3 separate regions of the Anser cygnoides genome follow, and all the other regions are linked to region 1. A link is a contact called in public Hi-C data. All regions are on one chromosome and are shown on one strand. The core of a region is the stretch at or near the end of the contact, and the rest is flanking DNA. Distances in the headings are between cores, read along the strand shown.

Region 1 (3,657 bases), core at 530-3,029:
TTAATTTGGCTGATGAATTTTTGAAAATTCATCAAGCAGTGAGTCACTATAATGGGCCAGAGCAAGGAGGGTTTGTGTCTACATGCTCTAAATGCTCCCTCTGCTGGTGCTGCCTTGGAGGAAGAGGAGGAAATCTGGCTGGGTTGGTGGGGTATGAGCCCTGGGAAAGAGGGAATGCAGGAGTTAGCAGACATGGAGATAGCCTGCATGATCATGTTGTTCATAATGGAAGTGAAGGGGGAAACATAGAGAAATGAGCTAAGGCAGTTGCACATTCTCCATCCAGGCCCTGAAACTCTGCAGATGAGCAGAGGAGTCTCATTAAGGCTGCTAGTATATTTCCTATTGTATTCTGGCAAAGGAGGTTGGTTTTGGAGAGCAATGTGTCTGAAGACTGTCAGTCTTTGGCGGAAAATTTGTCATGTGATTAAAAACAATATTCTGAACAGGGAAAGGTTGTTCCAGTGAAGTCTGGAGAAGTTCCATTATAAAATGGCTTGTAGTGATATGCTTTGTATGTTTGTAATCCCTATAGCGTAAGCTTTTGAAAATTAGTGCATAACTAAACTGCTTACAGAGCACGTTCAGAGACTGTTGTGTAGGGTTCTTCACCCAAGTGTTTGAAGATGAGAAAATGGCAGTGCATTGGTGACTGTTATTCAACTTTATTTCAGCCTTTTCTTTTTTTTTTTTTTTTCCCCACTCTTCATTTTTTACAGGGAAAAAAGCATTTGATTAAGTAATTGACTGTGTCATAGCTCAAATACACAGGGCCTTGAAAGTGCCTGTGCGAACAATAACATTTCAAAACTCCAATGTACTCAACATTTTACTGAATGTGTTCAAAAAAACGCTGTTTCCTAAGATGTTTTAAACAAATATACAATTTTCCTTTTTTTTTTCTTGTTTTTTTTTTTTTTTTTTTCCCTTCGACGGTAAACCCCACAGCTGCACATGAAAGGCCGGGCTCGAAGGCAGAGTCACAGCTGGGCCTCACAACTGGTGCAGCTTTCCCTGCCCCTGTCCCAGCAGTTCAGTGCACTGGCATCCCACCAGCAGTGTGTCTGTGAGTGGCAGTGCTTTCACGACAGCCTAGTAACTTCATGTGGGCACTGGTGTCAGCCCAAGACAAAATTTTTCTGAAGGCTTTTGAGAAGTACTATGGCTATTTCCTAAGGTTCCTGTTGCAGTGGATTTGTTTAGGAAATTAGGAAAAATATTATTAGGAAAAAATAAAAGAAATCGTTATACTTAGATGGGTTTCTGAAATTCAGCTGTATTTCCTCTGGACCCTCCACTGGTGGTGAGAAGACCTGTGGATCCTCTGTACCAATATCCGGTGAGCAGTATGGGCTTAACACGTGCTGCTGCTCCTGCCTGAACCTGTGCATTTGGGAGAACAGGAGTGTGTAAGGATTGAAGTGTGAGTCCTGAACTCCTGGCTTCAGGGAGCATGGCAAATCAAAAGAAGATAGGAGAGTGTTTGAAAATACACAGGACACGGGCCAGCAATCAATATTTGCCTGAAAAAATAAACCAACTGTTAACTCAGTCAGAATCAAGGTTCTTAACAAAGCTAATACATGTAACCGCTCTTGAAATACGTAGAAGGCTGCTGTGAAAAACAAAGGAACAGTATGTCTTCCCTGTCCAGGACAGAGAAGAGCTGGAATGACTTGCCTAGGGAGAGTGTAGTGTCTTCATCACCAGAGGCTTTACAAGTTGGGCAAACAGCAGTCAGGAATAGTCTGGGTATATCTGAAACAGCTTTGGGACAGAGGGAAGGGAAGAATAGTGACCTCATGAGCATGTTTTCATCACTCTTTTTTCTGAAGCTGTGATATTATTACTGTACTCTTAGTCTTGTTTGTCCTTCTCTTGCTGCACTCCAAGACATGCCTTGCATCTTTGCAAGGTCTAGGAAAAAAGGGACGATTATGCTGAGTAGGACCTTTACATTTCACTGCAATAATGGGAGCAAATTTGTGCAGGTGGGCGTCTTCTGAACACCAAAGCCCTCTTGAAATGCCGGTGAGCTGTTTTAAATCACTTCCGGAGTATGCAGCCTGTATTGCATGAGTCGTCCTTACGCAGAGTAGCCCTGCCTCAGGCCGGCCTGCAGGGAAAGCTTGAAGGGACCAGCCGTTGGCAGTCCATCCTAGTCTTGTCCTCTGGATCTGGTTGTTTGGAGGAAGGCAAATACAGAGTCTGTGCCACTACCACAATACAGAGGTGTATGTGCATGTGCATTTAAAGTTTCTATCTAGTGCCCAGCGAAAATATCAGAGATCATATAAAGCTTGTAATCAGTAGCAGCTGCCATGCCTACCAAGTTAGGCACATGCCTAACCATTTTGTTGGAGGTAGGCATGGATAAAAATCACTTTCCAATATTTTCAACTTGAGAACTTGCATAAGCATCAGATTATTTAATAAAAATTAAGTCTGGAGTACGAAAACTTTGGTCACACGTACCACAGTAGTACTTCTGTTGCAATTCTGCTATTGCAACAGGTGTTCTAGTTTGTTAAGACCTGGGGATCAATAACTAAATTTACAGAAAAGCCAGCTGCTTAGTGGTTAGTGGCTGCTTTAATGTGTCAAGTACAAATTGTTTGGCCAAATCTGGTCTTCTGAAACAGTATCTTCCAAAGCATACCAATAACAACTTTCTTCTTCTGCAGTCTCAGACTAAAAGATAAAATAAATCTGTCAACAGTATTCTGACATATTGATCTCATTTAAACACCTCTTGCTCCCGGGGAATAGTAAGCCTCTAGGCCCTGTAGAATCAAACATTTTTCTATTTGCTCTTCCAGTACAAGTTATTCAGTCTACATATGCATGAAAAATCAGCAATTGTCCAGGATATTCTCCATTCCATTTTCATCTCCTCTATAATTTAAAACACCTGACATATACAGCACATGCACAACTTCTTTTAAAACAGTTATGGACCTTTCTGAGTTCAGGCCAGTATTGTAATTTGTATCACAGTGTTAGGCCAAAGGCCAGAAGACATTAATTATAATGGATTTGAAGTTTTTCAGGTGTAATTAAGGAATTTTTTGGGGGACATTATTTTTGTAAGAATGTGCAAATGCATTTGTGTGCATATTAAAAAAAAAATATATATATATATATATGCTGTGGATTACCTGTAATTTGGCAATTTAAAATGAATGAATATGTTTGTGAAATTACATGCAAATACTAAGAGGAAAAATTGGTAGAAGTCTGTTGGGAACTGCATTTAGAAGAGAAATAGGCTGTAATACATATCAGAGAAAAAAATCCTTGTCATCAGAATCTAAATAAAACTGCAGCTGTGCTTGGTTGCATAGGTAGACTGTTCCCAGCACTTGTCCCAAAGGGACCTTGCGCCCTGCTGCCATGTGGCTCCACCACAGAAGCAGAGAGGCTGCAAACCCCATTCCTTGATGCCCTTGTCCTACTGAGCAGCCTGCTCTCACCTCCCCTGGGTCCCAAGGAGCCTCTCCAGGAAGTCTGTGCTGCATTCGTGAGCCCTGCCACGGGTGCAGGGACACTGAAGTAGAAGGGCCTTCCCTTAGCCTGGGCTGTCCTCACCCCTTGTAGTAAGGAGCTCTACTCTCAGAGTGCTGTGCAGAGCCCATTACAAGTAATGGGAATACTTTT
Region 2 (3,657 bases), core at 384-2,883, 180 kb before region 1:
TAAACCGGTGCTGTCAAATTTAATGTCAAAATCCACTTATTCTTGCCTGAGTAGGACTGCCAAGTGATATTCCCACCCTGATCTGCAGGATGGCTTCCAGCACTCAACAGATGATCCAGCAGAGAACTGGTGCCTATCAGCTTTCCATCAGATGCACAGATCATGCTGAGCTGCATTTGCAGAAGTCAATTTTGATGCTCAGCATTTGGCTTGTAAGTATATTGGGGACACTTACATCCACCTGAGTGTGTTCAAGTGTCCTAGGACAATGGGGGGTGTAACTTCCACTGTCAGAGGAAAACAATCAGCACGCTTACTTGGGTGTTTGTGGGCAGCAATACTAAAAAGTGAAAAAGATGATTTTTTTTTCTTTTATGTATATATTAAAGACATGGGAGGCGAAGACCAAGAAAGCGAGCAGTGGAGCATGATGTCCACTTAAGATGGAGTTTGCTCAGTAGACTACGAAGTCCGAGGAGCTGACTGTTTCAAAACCATAGAAAAAAGAGGGAAGGGACCAGGAGCAGGTACAGCTCCCTTCGTGCACCTCCCTGGCTGCTCTGGAGGCCCGGTGTTGACACCGTGGTTTGAAATAAGCTGGATCGGGTGTCTGGTCATGCTCCGTGGCCTTCAGCACCATCTGTGCTAGGAGACACGGGAATAATGGAGCGATCTGAAAACTGCGACGAGGGGAAGCCCTGACGCCAGGGTGCTGGGTTTTTAAGCAAAAAATGGAAGCCTACATGTGAAAAGATTGCTGTGGCCCCGACTCCAAGGTTTTTAAGCAAAAAAATGGAAGACTATGTGTGAAAGGATTGCTGTGTCAATATGCTTGCATACGTGAGTTTATTACTTCGGTGCTTACATACGTTAACCTACTACACATGCTATGAGTTGCTTTGGCCTACTAATTTCTATCCATTTTAAGCAACTTTAATTTCCACCGTGATGGGAAGCTCGGTGAAATCACAGCTATAACAGGCGTCTTTCAGAGCGCTGAGTCAGTGCTGGGTTTCCCATCTGTTTCACGGCGCACTGAGGCTGCAGCACATGGCCAGCCCTCCGGTGCTTGCAGCAGGTGTTCGGTCCGGTGGGCCCTGCCCAAGGCTGCTGGTTTCTGACCTGCCCTGCTGCGCTCCTCCCCGTGCACGTACCCGGAGAATACAGGGGGGAGACGCACTGAGTGTGTTTTTTTACGGAACGCGCTGCGTACGCTGCGCTCAGCGAGTGGGGACGGCTGCCGTCTCACCTCTGTGGGGGCCCGGGGATGGTTTTCTGAAAACTTGTGAGGTGTTTTTAGACGCAAAAGGGCCGTGAACGCACGCGGCGCTGAGGCACGCTCCGTGTGCCGGGTCCCCGCACGGCCGGGCCCTCACAGACCCTCCCCCCCCCCCGCCCCCCCCGCCGCGCGCGGGCTTTCCCCGCCCGGCGCGTGCCCCCGCCGCCCCTCCCCCTCCCCACGTGTCCTGCCGGCACGAGCCGCCCGCTCCCTCCCGCCCTCAGCCCGCGCGCGCCGATTAGCATGACAAAAGCCCCCTCCCCCTTCCCCGCCGCCGGCCAATGGGAGCGCGGCAACCGCCGCCAGCTGCCGGCGCCGCGGCCGCGCGGGCTATAAATAGGGGCGGGCGGCGGACGGGCGGCCCAGAGCCGCTCGGTTCGGCGGGCGGTGAGGAGCGGAGCGGGAGGCTCGGGGCCGGCTGGGAGCGATCGGCGCCGCCGCCGCCGCGGCTTGTCCTTGTCCGCCCGCTCGCTGCTATGACTCTGGAGGAGACCCACGGACAGGAGCCGGTGCCCGCGGGCAGCGACTGGTAGGTGGCGGCGCTGCTGGCGGTGGGGCGGCGGTTGGGCGGCCGTTGCGGCGGTTGGGCGGCGGTGAGGCCGTTGGCGCCGCGCTGACTGACCGTGCCCGTCTCCCCCCCGCAGGATGCAGGGCGCCGGCAAGGCCCTCCACGAGCTGCTGGTGTCGGCGCAGCGCCGCGGCTGCCTCACGGCCGGCGTCTACGAGTCGGCCAAGCTGATGAATGTGTAAGTAGGGCGGCGGGGGCCCGGCCGGGCCGGGCCGGGAGGGGTTGGCCGCAAGCACGGTCCGCAGAGCCTAACGCCGCGCCTCGCCTCTTGCAGCGACCCCGACAACGTGGCTTTCTGCGTGCTGGCGGCCGATGAGGAGGACGAGGGGGACATCGCCCTGCAGATTCACTTCACCCTCATCCAGGCCTTCTGCTGCGAGAACGACATCGACATCGTGCGGGTCAACGACGTGACCAAGCTGGCGGCTGTTGTGGGGGCCAGTGAGGAGGACGGGGAACCGCGGGACTTCCACTGCATCCTCATCACGGTGGGTATTCCTGGGTGGTGAGGGGCTGGGGGGGCTCTCTGCACTGCTGCTTTCGGCACCGGCCTCTGCATGGGGTGGCCACGTTGCTGCAGGTGGCTGGATCCCCTTCTGGGCAGAGAAAGGGGACTTGGCACATGTGCCCAAGAGCCAATCTGCTGAGTAGTAGTAGTAGGCTGCATTTCTCGTAACTGTGGATTTCCTCTGCCCACAAGGGTGACAGCTCTGCTTCCTGCTTTCCCCGTGCTGGGACAGAAGTTATCTGAAAATACCTCACTTACTAAGCTAATGCTTCTGTAAATAATGTCATGACTTCAGTTGGCAGGCAGTTCTCATGGTATGCAACTTTTTTTTTTCCTCTGGCAGAACCCGAATGAGGATGGCTGGAAGGACCCAGCTCTAGAGAAGCTGAAATTCTTCTGTGAAGAGAGCAGAAACGTCAATGAGTGGGTGCCAACCATCACCCTGCCCGAGTGATGGTGACCCAGTGCACTGGGGAAGCTGAAACCTTTGTTGCATTCTCAACGTGGTGTTGGTTCACCGAAGTGTGCAACAAGCTGCTGATTCCATGGATTAGCCTGGTCAAGAGACTGGATTAAGGTCACTCAGACTGGCATGCAGTGGGCTCTTACGGAGGAGAAAGAGGAAAAGAACAGCTTACCCCACCAGTGTGCCTCAGTAGCCTGCAGCTGCAGCGGAGAGGCTGACATACCATGGAACTGAAACAAGTATTGCAAGTTTCCTGGTCGAGAGGAGCTGTTTCAGAAGACAGAGAAAGTTGGGGGAAGTGGGCCAAAACTTTACAGAAGGACTGGACAGAGTACTGTGACTAGAACTGTTGGCACTGTCTATAAAACGTGGAGAGAAGGAAGTTCCAGTATTTGATGGACTATTAGAGACTAAAGGGGATATATAGAGACTTTTAAAGCAGACAGACTTCAACAGGCCTCTGGGCTGCTCTGCAGAACTGGTTTAATAATGCAATAATTTTTATTGAAATACTTGCTGCTATTGAAGCTTTCATAATAAATTTTTGACAATTAATTTCTGGGAGTGTCTTGCTTACTGGGTGGGGAAGCATGTCACTGAAATACCACTCATGTTTTGCTCATGGGCTGTAGTCAAAGGTATATACCACAGCAATGGGGCCATTGCTCAAACACTTTCTCTCCTGGGTCAGCTGAATGAAGAGCTATGCTTTCCAAGCTGATAATTCAACCTTTCACCCTCTGCAACAGCTGCTTATCGCAACAGCTTGCAAGACTAAGGAGCTGCATGCTTAATGAGCTCACTTATTGTAATAGGTGGTCTTTGTAGTCTACTGA
Region 3 (3,657 bases), core at 605-3,104, 140 kb before region 1:
AGCTGGGGCAGGATCCCAGCTCATGGCCATCCTTCATGGGCTGGCTGCTGACAAGAGGGTTGTGCCATGCACAGAGGAAGGTTTTGGCTCCTCGAAGAGCCCAGCTTGCCTGAACAGTCATTTTCTGCCTTCTTTAGGGAGGAGGAGGTTGGGCGACACAGAGCCAGACACGGACTGGGTTTAGGTGGTTGGATCACACTCTTGTAAAATGCCTCTTTTACGGCGGATGTCAGGTTATCATCAGCGTGATGTAGCGTGACACCTCCCAGGCAGTGTCTTTGTACTCACCAGTTAGATCGGCATTCCAGCCTTGTCTACAGAACATGAAGAAAATACTGGCATATGAGCAATGGTCCTGTACATCACCTAAAAAATCCTGTGCATCCAGATGGAAGATGTCTTTTTATTTCATAGGATTACTGGTCCTTTATTATTATTATTATTAAATAGAACCATTAGTTGTATTTACAGCATATATTTAAGCCACTGTAGTTGCATTTAAATTTTTTTTCTTTCCATTTTTCTGTGACATGATTCTGTAGAGATCAACTCAGTGAAAGCATGTGCATTTGTTTTCACTCAAATTATGATTTTTTTTTTCTATATGATTTTGAAGTCATTTGAAGGTAAAAGCTTGGATTTGTGCTAAAATTTGAGAGAGACTGCATTCTACCTAAGCACTGTGTTGTCATTCCCAGAAAACAAGGAATTTGGGGTGATAAAATCATATGCGTGTATGTCTGAAAAACAGAATACAGAGCATGGACAAAAATATGCTAAAGATGAAAAAAAAAAAAAAGTGCACTTGGAACCACTGTTAAGGACTGATATTTTGATCCTGTTTGAATTAGAGATGCCAGAATTCCCTTTGATAATTATACAGCACCGTCTTCTCTTTGGTCAAACAAAGAACTACAGCTGGCGTGACACCATGGATGGTGGCAGAAACAATTCGATATAAAACAGGTGTAAAATGGTAATCTGGGCCATAGTCACTGCTGTAAAACTTGAATCACTCTTGGGCATTCAACACAGGTGTCAAATTAATCCTTGATAGTTTGCCAAAACTGTAAGTATGTCAGATTGTTGTTACAGGGAATAAAAGGGCATACTCTATAGTTTCAGATGGAAAAGAAAAAAAAAAAAAGAGTAGTTAAAGAAGTTTCAGTAGTTCAAGACATTCCAAGGTTAATCTCTGTGGTGTTAACCTAAGAAAATACTGAGCTTACTTGTGGTGTCAGTGTCCTGCCAAGCCAACACGGGCTGAGGCTGTTCTGTGCTCTCCCTGCTGTTTGTACAGTGTTCATGTGCCAGCCTGTTCAAAGTACAGACTGGGAGCTTCTCAGAAACTTGAGGCTGTGACCAGTCTCCTGCAAAGCATTCAGAAGATCAAAAAGACATGCACAAACTCTGCAAGGTGCAGAAAGGACTTACATACAGTGCCTTGTGAAAATGGTCTGATTTAGCAGTGAATGTCTAAAAATGCAGTTCACCTGACCACTTGTTCTGATCTGAAGTGGGACTACTGTCTGGTACCTCTTGTCCCAGCCACATCAATTCTATTTGGTCACAGAAAAAAAAAAAAAAAAAAAAAAAAAAAAGTAGTGAAGAATTTGCTGAGAGTAGCATGAAGAATAACAACCATTCCTGGCATTTATGTTGGCTGTTTAGAGGGGGAAAAGCAGTAATACAACTGTTTCTAGACAAGGGGAGTAAGCGGAGATATCAGCTCACAAGGCAGCACTCTTCACTTCTCACTTACTGGGTATTATGACACAATATCATTCATACTGCAAATTTGAAACTGTTCCTTTTGTACAATGTGGTGGGGCATGAAATACAAGTCCTAAGCCAAGACCTTTGGAACAATTTGTTTTTGAAACTGGAACGAGGGTGACTGCTCTGGTTCAGCATTATCTGTATATAACAGGTCAAGTTGCACCCTCACTACTAGTAACCCATAGTCAGCAGAGGAAGAATGTGAGAAGTTAAAAAATGGAGATTAATTCATTAATGCCTTATAATGACTGACTATTAATTCTCCTTGTCGAAGGAATAAGAGTGTCCATGATGAGAGTTTTTGAGTTTGGGATTGAAACCAAGACACACACCTTGCAGCTAGATTTTGTGGCTCATAGCCAGAAGTGTGTTTAACTAAAGTCTTTTTGAAATACGAGAGTCTTAATTTCCTATATCTCTTGTTTGGTTTGCTCCTAGAGCTGACCATCATCCTGTAATGACCTGAAATTGATCCCCTGTCCTGATATCTTCAAACGTACTGCTGAATCTAGACCTTAGGTTGTCTTTTTCCATCTGTAGTGATGCTCGTGTGATCCATTTAAGAAATCTGAGCCAAAAACTGCAATCACCACACAATTTCTTCTCCATACGCTAGTATGTGAAAAAGGCAGGGAAGGTTTTGTTTAATGTGAAGTTAATTGTCGAAGGGACTAGGTTTACTCATTACTAAATGACATTACTGCATTACTGCTACAAAAAGACAAAGTCCTGGTAATTAAGAGCAGGCAGTCCTTCACAATGCGCTGCAGAGACAGCAGCAATTCATCAGTGACATTTGCAAATTGTGGCACTGTGTGCTCCTTGCACAAAAGGCACAGCTGCCCGCAGATAACATCAGTTCAGCAGCAATGGGGTCCCATTTGTTTTCTCTCTGCCTCTTGCTGTCTCGTTTGGTGAGCAGGTGAATATCAGCTGGCCCAATCTGCTCGACCTCTGGGGCTGGTCTTCTGGGAGGCGCAGCTCACCAGGCTGAGCAGCGATGCACTTGTTTGCCTTGCTGATCTGTGCATGCTTAGTCCAAAGGGTATTGCTTCTTACCTACATTTTAGCTTAAAGCTTCTGGAGAGATGAAGTACTCTCGCTTTTTCCTTAGTCTCTGTTGTCCAACACATTACTCAAAGAAATAAAGTTGTTGCTCAGCCTCACTATTTTGAGACACTAGTGTAAAGAACCTCAATTCGCATTGCAGACTGTCCTAACTCCGAGCAACAGGTAAATGTTGCTTGTGCAAATTACAGTGACTGCAGTGTTATGGAGATTGTGCACAAGAGATTTCACTTGCTACAGCTTAATCTCCAACTGGTCATTAGTTGCAGAAATCCCCTATGCAGATGATCCCTGAAATAAGTGGAAAAAAAGATAGTATGTCTATCAACAAGGTGTGTGGGGAAAAAAAATTCATCTACACGCACAGATCTTTCAGACTATATCTGATTCAAATTATTCATGTTCTTAAATATGTGCAGTCCTGGGCTGAGTGTTTGCTAGGGTTAAGGCCATGAACACTATGTCCTTCCAACTGTGGCTGCCACAGCAGTGAGAAGTACTTAATGCATGGTCTTCCCTGGATTTTGCATCTTTATAGATGCCACGTAAAGTGACAGAGTGCATCACTACGTGGACTTCTCCTGGTTCTGTGTGGGTACTTATGCTGGCCACATCTGCAGAGATTGTTGCTTGCTACCCTTGTTCTCTCCAGCTTGAGGATAACACGGAAAGTCAGAAGGGAGGACTATGGTAGGAATGCAAGCCGAAACATGTGTGTTGCTGGCAGTGAAAATTATTCTGTCCTCCAGCTGGACTTGTGCATGTTTGAGATGGCATGCTGTACAGCAGGGGCTGTCCTCATGACAAAGG

Evidence for each region. Hi-C and Micro-C count contacts between places; a contact is called where the count stands out from the background.
Region 2: a contact with region 1 is called in a Hi-C map of liver, with 4 times the contacts expected there. The contact joins the promoter of GADD45G here to the enhancer-like site in region 1. A contact is called at or near these places in 2 of 7 Hi-C or Micro-C datasets (both in liver).
Region 3: a contact with region 1 is called in a Hi-C map of liver, with 2.0 times the contacts expected there. The contact joins two enhancer-like sites. A contact is called at or near these places in 2 of 7 Hi-C or Micro-C datasets (both in liver).

The regions. Positions count from the first base shown.
Region 1 is chrZ:38,052,548-38,056,204 of Taihu_goose_T2T_genome, reverse strand. No RefSeq gene overlaps it. Among named protein-coding and RNA genes, the nearest start is that of GADD45G, 180 kb to the left of the region's middle. Within about 2 kb of position 1,779, at least 1 of the 3 cell types and tissues checked has open chromatin away from gene starts, as enhancers often do. A contact at or near this core is called in liver, where this site is marked.
Region 2 is chrZ:38,232,381-38,236,037 of Taihu_goose_T2T_genome, reverse strand. GADD45G (growth arrest and DNA damage inducible gamma) reads left to right here and starts at 1,633. Exons shown (of 4, transcript XM_048046132.2): 1 at 1,633-1,808; 2 at 1,924-2,025; 3 at 2,122-2,335; 4 at 2,699-3,376. The coding sequence starts at 1,756. The coding sequence ends at 2,809.
Region 3 is chrZ:38,188,873-38,192,529 of Taihu_goose_T2T_genome, reverse strand. No RefSeq gene overlaps it. Among named protein-coding and RNA genes, the nearest start is that of GADD45G, 44 kb to the left of the region's middle. Within about 2 kb of position 1,854, at least 1 of the 3 cell types and tissues checked has open chromatin away from gene starts, as enhancers often do. A contact at or near this core is called in liver, where this site is marked.